Linked DNA regions of Mus musculus: region 2 is linked to region 1. The links are chromatin contacts, called in public promoter capture Hi-C maps. All regions are on one chromosome and are shown on one strand. Each heading gives the region's core, a stretch centred on a gene start, on an enhancer-like site or on the middle of the called end of the contact. The rest is flanking DNA. Distances are from core to core; before and after follow the strand shown.

Region 1 (4,733 bases), core at 361-2,860:
CAAGTTCCAGGACGGTCAGAGCTACACAGAGAAACCCTGTTTCAAAAAAAATAAATGAATAATTAAAAAATTAAAATTTAAAAATGTTCGAGGGGGTGGTGTGGGAGGTGACTAAGATAAAATACACTGTATGCATACATGAAATTCACAGACTAAGCAGTACTATATAAAAGAGGGTATTTTAAACCTTTTTTTTTTAAATCCTAGATTTTCAACATTTATTTCAAAATAGCAGAAGGAATAATGCAGATTCTTTCCAAAGGAAATCCAGATGTCTGCATTGGAAGACCTTGAAAGTATTCACCAAATCAGGTTTAAATCATAAGTCGTATCTGGATTCTGATCCTAGTTCTAGCTCAACTGTTGATGCCTGGCCTACACCAGCTCTAGAGAGGTTTAAATTATTAGCAATGACAATATTCGAAGATTATCGCAGCACTACTTCACCATTTTCTGCTTCGGCACAGCAGCACTGGAGTTACCAGTGTGACGGTACCCTACAAAACTAGGCCTAGAGAAATTCTAATGAATTTCCATTTCCTCAAAAAGCATTAACTAAAGCACTTAATAGTAATGTGAGGATTATCTATCTTATCTAGCATTAGCAGGGGCTTATATCTTTTTCTGTATACCTTTGAGAGTGGAGAGGAGCCATGTGGCTTTCCGCTATCTCTGTTCGACCTTTCCTTGTGGAGAGATAACTGCAGTACTTGAAAGTGTATTTAGCCTCTTCTATTACCAGTCCTCTCTTAAAATCTGTTTTTCCATTTCCCTTCACCTTTGTATACCCTCCCTGAAACATCTTGTTTTGCTCCTTCTGCCCTTCAACATCCTTCACCTTCAGTTCTAGCCTGTCTAGAGATTACTCTAAAAGGTTGTTCAAGGCGTTCGGGATCTTGTGAGATGTTCAAATAACAACCCCCCCCCCCCCCCGTCCCCATTCATTCGGCATTAAGGTCACTGCTGCTCAACCTCTCCATTTCTCCTTACTTCTTCCCTCTCCCTCTACTTCGTCTCCACCTTTACTGTCCCCAGGTCAGTGCCCTCAGGCTTTCTAAACCGAGTTATCTGTCGCAGGTTTCCCCTGACTATGCCCTCTTCCTCCCAACTCTCTTTTCCGATCTTCACTCTGCGATCCCTCGGGTTTTGCTCCCGTGGTTCATCCTCGGACACCACCCCTACGCTCACCAAGTGCCCCGCGAGGCGGCTCAGGAGCGCTCCCCAAACTCTTTCTCAGTCCGCCAAACTTATCTTTCCCTTGAAGAACTCTGCAGGACCCACCTCCCCATGTCACGTCTCCCACAGGTCTGCGACCCACTTCCTCTGCTGAGCCTCGGGGCGCCCCCGCCGCGCGCGCCCACCCTCCGGCCCGCGCCCTCTAAGGCCCGCAGCGGCCCTCCGACCTGCCTCTGCGCCTCCCGCAGCCCCTGCAGCCGCTGGCCCAGCTCCCGCCGGTAGCTCTGCGCCGCCTCCACGTTCTCGCGGGCTTCCTGAAGCAGCACCTCGGGCTCCGGCTCCATCGCGCCCTTCATCTGGTCGCGCGGCCCGCCGGATTCCCGACTGCGCCTAGCTCCCGCGAGCGACCCCGAGCGGCCTCGCGCAGCGGAAGCGCCGCCCCGCCCTGCCCTGTCCTTCACGCCCCGCCCCCGCTGCCGCTTGATTGACAGACGCCGGGGGGTGGGGGTGGGGGGGACACAGGCACTAATGGCGCCTTGGTCTGAGTGAGTGAAACCTGCTGCGCCGTCTGCTCAGCTCCTCCTCCGGCCTCTTTGCTGCGCCCGCCTGGACACTTCCTCAGGAAACAAGTGGAGGCTAGAGTAGAAACACGTGAACACGTCTCTAAGTGCTTCCCACTTCTTATCTTACTGCACTACTTATCTGCCCTGCACAGTGGAGGAAGTGGAGGGACACAGAGGGGGGATCTACTCTCCTAAACTCAGTGCATGATCTCCAGGGCCGAGGCTACAGCTCTGGGCCTTAAATCGTCGCTGTACTACCTTCCTAGTAAATGCCAGCTGAGGCGGGAATTTTGGGAGGATACTTGACCCAGGCGCCACTACCTAGATACTCTTAGGAGGGAGGTGAAAGAGAGAGAGAGGCCCAAGTGATGACCAGCTGTACAGCAATCTTGGCAGAAGGCCAAGGCGAATGATGGCACGTTTTCTTCGGTAAGGGCCTCCCGATAAATATCTGCTGGCATGTGATAAAGTGTATGTTTCGCTGTATTAAGTAAATGGGTGTGACCATGTATAGTAAAAACAAGAGGAGCCGCTTGCTCCTGTGTTTCAGCCCTAAGAGAGGCCGGGGAAGGAGGGTTGCTTGGAATGGGGAGCAAAAAAGGCAGATTGGACAACAAGGATGTAAAAATAAACCTTTCAATACAGAATTTTAGATATGGCATAATAACTTTCACGTGTCACAACATGGTCTTTGTAATTTTCCCCCCAAACTATTAAAACGGTAAAAAGTGATCTGCTGAAAAGCCACACTAAAACTGGTTGGATTTGAGTCCTTAAATGAGCCATAAGCCCAAGGTGTGTAAATTGTCCTCAGCAGGATCAGACACGGTACAGGATTGTCTCAGGATTATGCAATGGATCTGTATTAGAGGCCAGATCGAAGATGTTCCAGGTCAGACTGTTCTTCCCACATGGGCGAAACATAGGGGCATACCCTCTACTCCCAGCTCTTGGGAAGATCTGGAACTCAGAACAGTTATCTGGTTGTTACGTAGTGAGTCTGGGAGAAACGTGAGTGATATAAAACACTGTCTGGAAAAAAAAAAAAGACACTTTCAAAAGTAGGGAGGGGGAGTTCCAGGCCAGCCTGGTCTATAAATAAATAAATAAATAAATAAAGTGGGGAGGGGAAGGAAGAGAGGAGAAGAAGAAATAAAAGAATACTTGAAAATAAGGAAAACAGCTGGGCAGTGGTGACAAACCCCTTTAGTCCCAGCCAGTGACAGGTAAATCTTTTGAGTTTGAGGCCTAAAGACTGAGTTCCACAATGGCCAGGGCTACACAGAGAAACCGTAATCTTCAAACAAACAAACAAACAAAAAATGAATAAATAAAATAAGAAAGTAAAGAAAATAGAAGGAAGCCCTTTTGAAAGAAAAATGGAGAGAGTGGCCAGAAGAGCTGTTTTTATCCTAAAGATAACATAGCCTAATACTTAGTAAATAGTTGGTATCTGCTAAATGAATTAAGGCATTAACCATGCGAGTAGAAAACAGTAGGACAAAGTAGGAAAGACAAACTTAAGGATAGGAGTAGGAGGAGAGTCTAATAAATATATGGACAAGAGTTGCTGAAAAGATAGAACAGAATACTATATTTGCAGGTAAAGTTTGGAAGGAACTACAGAGATGCCTCAGTGGTTAAGAGCTTTGATTGTTCCTCCTGGGGAGCCAGGTTAGATTCCCAGCACTGACATGGTAACTCAGGACTGTCTCTGATTCCAGTCATGGGGAATCTGACCGTCTTTTCTGGCTTTTGAGAGTACCAGGCATACACATAGTGCACATACATACATGCAGGCAAAACACTCATAAAATAAAATAAAAATCATGTTTTGGGGCTGGAGAAATGGCTCAGCGGTTAAGAGCACTGACTGCTCTTCCAGAGGTCCTGAGTTCAATTCCCAGCAACCATATGGTGGCTCACAACCATCTGTAATGGGATCTGATTCCCTCTTCTGGTGTGTCTGAAAAACAGCAACAGTGTACTCACAAAAATAAAATAAATAAATCTTTAAGAAAAAAAAATCATGTTTTAATGATCAAGGGCCAGCCAGGCAGTAAGGGTACATGTCCTTGATCCCATCACTCAGGAGGCAGAGGCAAGTGGATTTCTCAGGTTCAAGGCCAGCCTGGTCTACAGAGAGAATCTTGGGGGGGGGGGGGAGCAAGGGCCTCAGAGTGCAGGATAAGCACTACCTTAGCCAGGCATGTTGACATAAGCCTGTGATGCCAGCACTCAGAACACTGCTGAAGTAGCAGGCTCCATTGAGGCCAGCCTGGGCTACATATATAGCATGCTAGGCCAGTCTGAACTACCCACTAAGATCATATTTCAAACAGCCAAGAGTTATGCTACTAATGTAGCTCAGAGGTAGAGTGTTTGCTTAGTGTCTTAACTACTGTTCTATTGCCATAGAGACATCACGACTAAGGCAACTCTTATAAAAGAAAGCATTTAACTGAGGGCCTCCTTATACTTTCAGAGGGTTAGTCCATGATCATCATGGCAGGGAACTGTGGCAACAGGGAGGCTGGCATAGCACTGGGACAGTTGCTGAGAACTCATATCTGGTCCATAAATTGCAGGCAGAGAGTGAGACTGGGCCTGGAGTGAGCTTTTGAAATTACAAAGCCCTCCCCTTTGTGACGCACCTCCTCTAACAAGGCCACACCTCCTAATCCTTCCCAAATAGTCCACAAACTAGAAAGTAAACCCTGAAATATCTGAGCCTATGGGGGCCATTCTTATTCAAACCACCACACCTAGTATGTCCAAGGCTCTAGGTTCAGTGTCTAGCCCCTGCAAATACAAACACAGAAGGGCATGGGGGAGGCATGTGCACTGTCATTTATAAACCAATATCTTAGGGAAAGAAATGATAAGCAGGCCATGGATCCACCTTATATAGCTTAAGATAATGAAGAGCTTGGCATATGCTTAATCCTCAAAAATGTTTATTCAGTAAAATGAATATATATATATATATGTGTG
Region 2 (4,775 bases), core at 1,371-3,870, 1.5 Mb before region 1:
AGAAGCCACACTATAAACGATGGGACAAAGAGGCAGACAGTTATAGAGGTGATCGACGTCACTGAGAATATAGGAATGATATGAGAATTATCAGGCTGAGGCTTGAGACCAATTGAAGATCACATTTCAGTTAAGATCTGAAAAGTATAGTCTAGACAGCAAGAGCAAAGCTCCTATCTGAACAAGTTTTAGAGGCTGAAGAGATGCTCTTCCAGAGGTCCTGAGTTCAATTCCCAGCAACCACATGGTGGCTCACAACCATCTGTAATTCGACACCTCTTCTGGTGTCTGAAGACAGTGACAATGTACTCATATAAATGAAATAAATCTTTTTAAAAAGTAAAAAAAAAAAAAAAACTGCCTTTAAAAAGTATATTCCTGGGGGCTGGTGAGATGGTTCAGTGGGTAAGAGCACCCGACTGCTCTTCCGAAGGTCTGGAGTTCAAATCCCAGCAACCACATGGTGGCTCACAACCATCCATAATGAGATCTGACTCCCTCTTCTGGAGTGTCTGAAGACAGCTACAGTGTACTTACATATAATAAATAAATTAAAAATAAAAATAAATTAAAAATAAAAGAGATTATAACTTCAAAAAAAAAAGTGTATTCCTCTTGCAGTAGACCCAGATACAGTTAGACCCAGATAGCACCCAAATCAAAAGGCTTACAATACTCTGTATCCTGTTCCAGGAGATCTGACACCCTCTTATGGGTGCTGCTGCATGCACACACATGGTACACATATATACACTCAGGCACACACACGTACAAACAAAAATGTTAAAAAGTGAAACAAGTTTTATGGGGCTAGAGAGATGGCTCAGCAGTTAGACGTACTGGATGCTCTTCTAGGACCTAGGTTCAATTCCTAGCATTCATATAGTGGCTCACAACCATCTATAACTCCAGTCGTAGGAGTTCTGATGCCCTCTTCTGGTCACTGTGGGCTCCAGGCACACATGTGGTACACAGACACACATGCAGGCAAAATCAGCACACACATAAATTGTCTAAAAGGAACACATTTTGGGGACAGTAGTGACATGGCGGCGGGTATATAGGAAGAAGAGGGAGGATGGTCTGGCAGGAAGCCAGAGAAGACAAGTGCTACATGAGAAGGAAGAGCTGGGGTTTATGGGAATTGCAACAGACTTTGGGGTCGGGGAAGGCTTTTAGCAGGGGAGTGATGTGATCCAAGGACAACTTGATGCTGTGTGGGATGCAAAAGTACATGAAAGGAAATGGGAAAATCAGAGGAAGGACTGGTCCAGGCAAGTGATGATAAAGGCTTACACCACAGAAGCAATGCTGTAAACAGAAACAACAACAACAACAACGCCCCAAAGTGGAACCAACCTCTTTAATACCGGAACACTCAGTCGTTTCCTGTTATTCCTCATGTTTTACAGGTAAAACCCACAACACTGGTCCTCAAACAAGAATTAAGTATATACATCAGCTTGCTAAACTAAAACTGACCCTGAAGAGATTTCAGTATGTCCTTGGAATGGTCGGGAGTGGGGGGCTTTCAGGAAGGTCTATATTGGTGCTATATTAAGTAGCATATCCTTTTGATGGCTTAATTGCTTTCAGTGATGGAACATGGAGGAAACGAGCTCCGGGAGTCTGACAGTAACACTACAATGCTAGACTGGTGAGCGACTGACCGCCTTACCTCAAAGCGGGAAAAAAATCAACTCCTCAACAAGTTTTAGCAAGTTCCTCACATACTTTGTGTGCAGTCCCATTTCCCCAGAATCAAGGAAGCACATAAACACGTTCTGCCAAATCAAAGAAACCCAAGTGACTAGGCTTGCCAACTGAGGAAGTCAAATCCGGAGCTAATCTATTCTTTTCCTCCTAAGAGCTACTTTGAGTCCTAGATGACGTCAGACCAGATTCCACCCAGACCAATTAGGTCCAAGAGTCCAATGGCAGGTGACGCCCTAGAAAGAAATTTCTGAGAGGATGAAGTTTCCACTGATAGTTTCAGGGCTCTTTCCTCAGGACTTCGCCTGTGGATAGAGGGGTAATCCTGGGGCTGGGGAACATACACGTGTCTCTATGGGAACCTAATGCGAAGCCAAGCAGAACAAAGCGCAAACGATCACGGTAGTTCAAAGACTTGGGGTTCTAAAGGAAGGACACGAGGTACGGCGAGGTGGGAAGGCTGATTTTGGCAAGAAAGGTCAGAAATCGTGGAAGCGGCTCTTATGTTTCACCCAAAGGCTCTCCAGTGGAAATGGAGAAACATCCCATGTCTCTCGTTGCAGTGTAGGCTGCTCTCCCGCCACACCCCTCCTCTTCTGAAAAACTGAGATCCGTGGTGCCTCCCATCCCCAGAAAAGACCTGAACTTCATCCCCGCGCGCCATCCCGTGCCTTTTGCCCAGGACTCAGCAGAGCCTGTCCTTCCCCTCTGCACCCGCACCTCTGGCTCTCACCGTCCGCGGGGACGCCTCTCCGAGTCTCAGTCAAGTAGCAAGCGGACTCGGTGCCACCTCTGGCCTGCGGCTGCCTGCAATCTCGGCTGTGAGCTCACATCCTGCGCCCGCCGACTCCGGAGTTACAGCCCAACCCTACAGATCGGGAAAGAGACTACAAGACCCGGCATGCACAGCGCGCGAGCTAGCAGTGGGTCGAAAACTTGACGTTTGACTTCCTTCTACTTCCGGGTTCGGGAACAAATCTACTTCCCGTGTCGTAGTCCCCGCCCCCTGAGCAAAGGCTTCTGGGCCTAGTGGGCAGTTATCGCGTGTTGCATCTATTTCCCAGCAAGCACCGCAGGGTGGGCGGATGCTGGTGCTTCTGGACTCGGGGGTGACGTGTGGCTCCTAGATCTTGTCTCCGTGGCAGCAGCCGGTTGCAGTTGCCGGAGAGAAGCTTCTACCGACAGTCGTCAGGGCCGCAGAGCGCTGCCGAGGCGGCTCGTCAGGTAGGTCGGGGACGTGGAGGACTTGGGACGGGAGGAGGCCGACGTGACCCAGCGCCGAGGATTGGCTGGACCGGGTGGAAAGCGGCGGTTTCCCTACCTCGGAGTTTTTAGGGATCGGGTTTACACTCAGCTCAGCCTGGCTCCCTCGATGTCACCGGTGAACCGAGGTTCGGACATTGCAGGAGTATAATTTAGTAAAGACAGCCGCGCCATTTGCCCAGTTCTTCCTGTGTCTACGCCTTCTCCAAACTCCACAGCTACAACTATTTGTTGTGCCTGCGGACCTGGGAGAGCCAGGGAGCGTAGAGCCAGGCACAGCCTTCATGCTTAGGAAACTCAATCCCACGTTCCTGGAGCATATTTGTGGTGGGAGTTAGGGGTGGGCTGGGGATCTGATAGCCCGCTATGTACCATATCTATCTTACCCATCTCTTTAAACTGTCCTTTCCAGCCATACTCTCGGTCCAATCCAGATCCATGGCAATCGTGTTTGGCTCCTTTCTTCACTTTTCTCCAAAGTGCTGCATTAAGCATTACTAAATTCTGTCAATTCAGACATCATCTGATCTCTGAACTCCCGTTCGGCTTCAAATCTTTTCTTCTGTTACAGCCTTCTGTTTCCACATGAATTCATTCATTCTGCAAACATTATCAGAGTGCCACTTACCTGCAGGCAGCCTGCTTAGAGATGCTTGGCTCACAGTGAGAAATTTGGAAAGGACGCCTCTATTCTGCTCTTCCCTGTTCCCTCTGTTTGGCCAAGGCAGTGAGTGATCTTTCCAACTCTGATCAATAAGCACTGCCGAAATCCACTGCTAGCGGTTATCATTATAAAAAATAATCCAAGTTCAGCTGGGTGTGGTGGCGCATGCCTTTAATCCCAGCACTTGGGAGGCAGAGGCAGGTGGATTTCTGAGTTCGAGGCCAGCCTGGTCTACAAAAGTGAGTTCCAGGACAGCCAGGGCTACACAGAGAAACCCTGTCTCGACAAACAAAACAAAACCCAAGTTCATTTACTCATCCAGCTATAGCCGGTTGCCAGCCTTGCTCCCTCTTGCTGTTTTGATCCCAGGACCCTTTGTGTCAAAATCTTCCAGCCTTAGGACGCCCCCATATGCTTTTCCCTATGCCCACAATGTCCCTCTCCCTTCTCTTAGAAGATTTTCTGGACGTGTTTAGGTCCCAGATTGTTTTTTCTGAAGGCTTTTGTTGACCTCTCTGCCTACTTGAGTTATGTCCTCCTGTAGAATCCTGACAGAGCACTGAGCGCTGTTCCTCATACCCTGATCACAGTTTGTGTTTATTTGCTTACTGTCTGTCTAGAGACACTATGTTCACTCTGTCCTTGGAGCTGGGATTCAATAAGGGTTTTTGTTTTTGATAAATGCATGTTAACTCAGAAGGCAGTAGGAGTTCAAACAAGTGTTTGCAGTCTCATGTCATATGAACTCTTCCATAGGACCTGGTCCAGTTAGTCCCTAGGAGCTCTTAAATACTCAAACTATCCAACTAGAACAACACAGGAAGGCAATTGTTTTTTTGTTTTTTGTTTTTTTGAGACAAGGGCTTGTGTAGCACAGGATAGCCTGGAACTCAGTATGCAGCCCAGGTTGGTCCTAAACGTGTGTCAGTCTTCTAGCAACACAGTGAGTTGCTAGAATTAGAGTCACGCATGACCATAGCTAGCTTTTAACTCTCATTTTAAAATTCATCCTTTTTGTTTTGTTTTGTTTTTCATTTCAGGGCATGCATTTGAAAAGCCTTTTTGGGACCTTAAACAGGGATTTATGACTATGCTTTTATCTCGCTCGCAGCTTAGGCCAGATACACCCAAGTGA

What was found. Capture Hi-C pulls out chosen DNA fragments and counts their contacts.
Region 2: a promoter capture Hi-C map of liver shows a contact between it and region 1, with 2.4 times the contacts expected there. The contact joins the promoter of Tnfaip1 here to the promoter of Crlf3 in region 1. A contact is called at or near these places in 1 of 39 promoter capture datasets (pre-B cells), 1 of 115 datasets of contacts at active chromatin or transcription factors (astrocytes) and 1 of 9 other capture datasets (liver).

What each region holds. Positions count from the first base shown.
Region 1 is chr11:80,079,381-80,084,113 of GRCm38.p6, forward strand. It overlaps Crlf3 (cytokine receptor-like factor 3), which reads right to left and starts at 1,611. Exons shown (of 8, transcript NM_018776.2): 1 at 1,404-1,611. The coding sequence starts at 1,532.
Region 2 is chr11:78,533,640-78,538,414 of GRCm38.p6, forward strand. Tnfaip1 (tumor necrosis factor, alpha-induced protein 1 (endothelial)) reads right to left here and starts at 2,621. Exons shown (of 7, transcript NM_001159392.1): 1 at 2,447-2,621. Ift20 (intraflagellar transport 20) reads left to right here and starts at 2,722. Exons shown (of 6, transcript NM_018854.5): 1 at 2,722-2,937.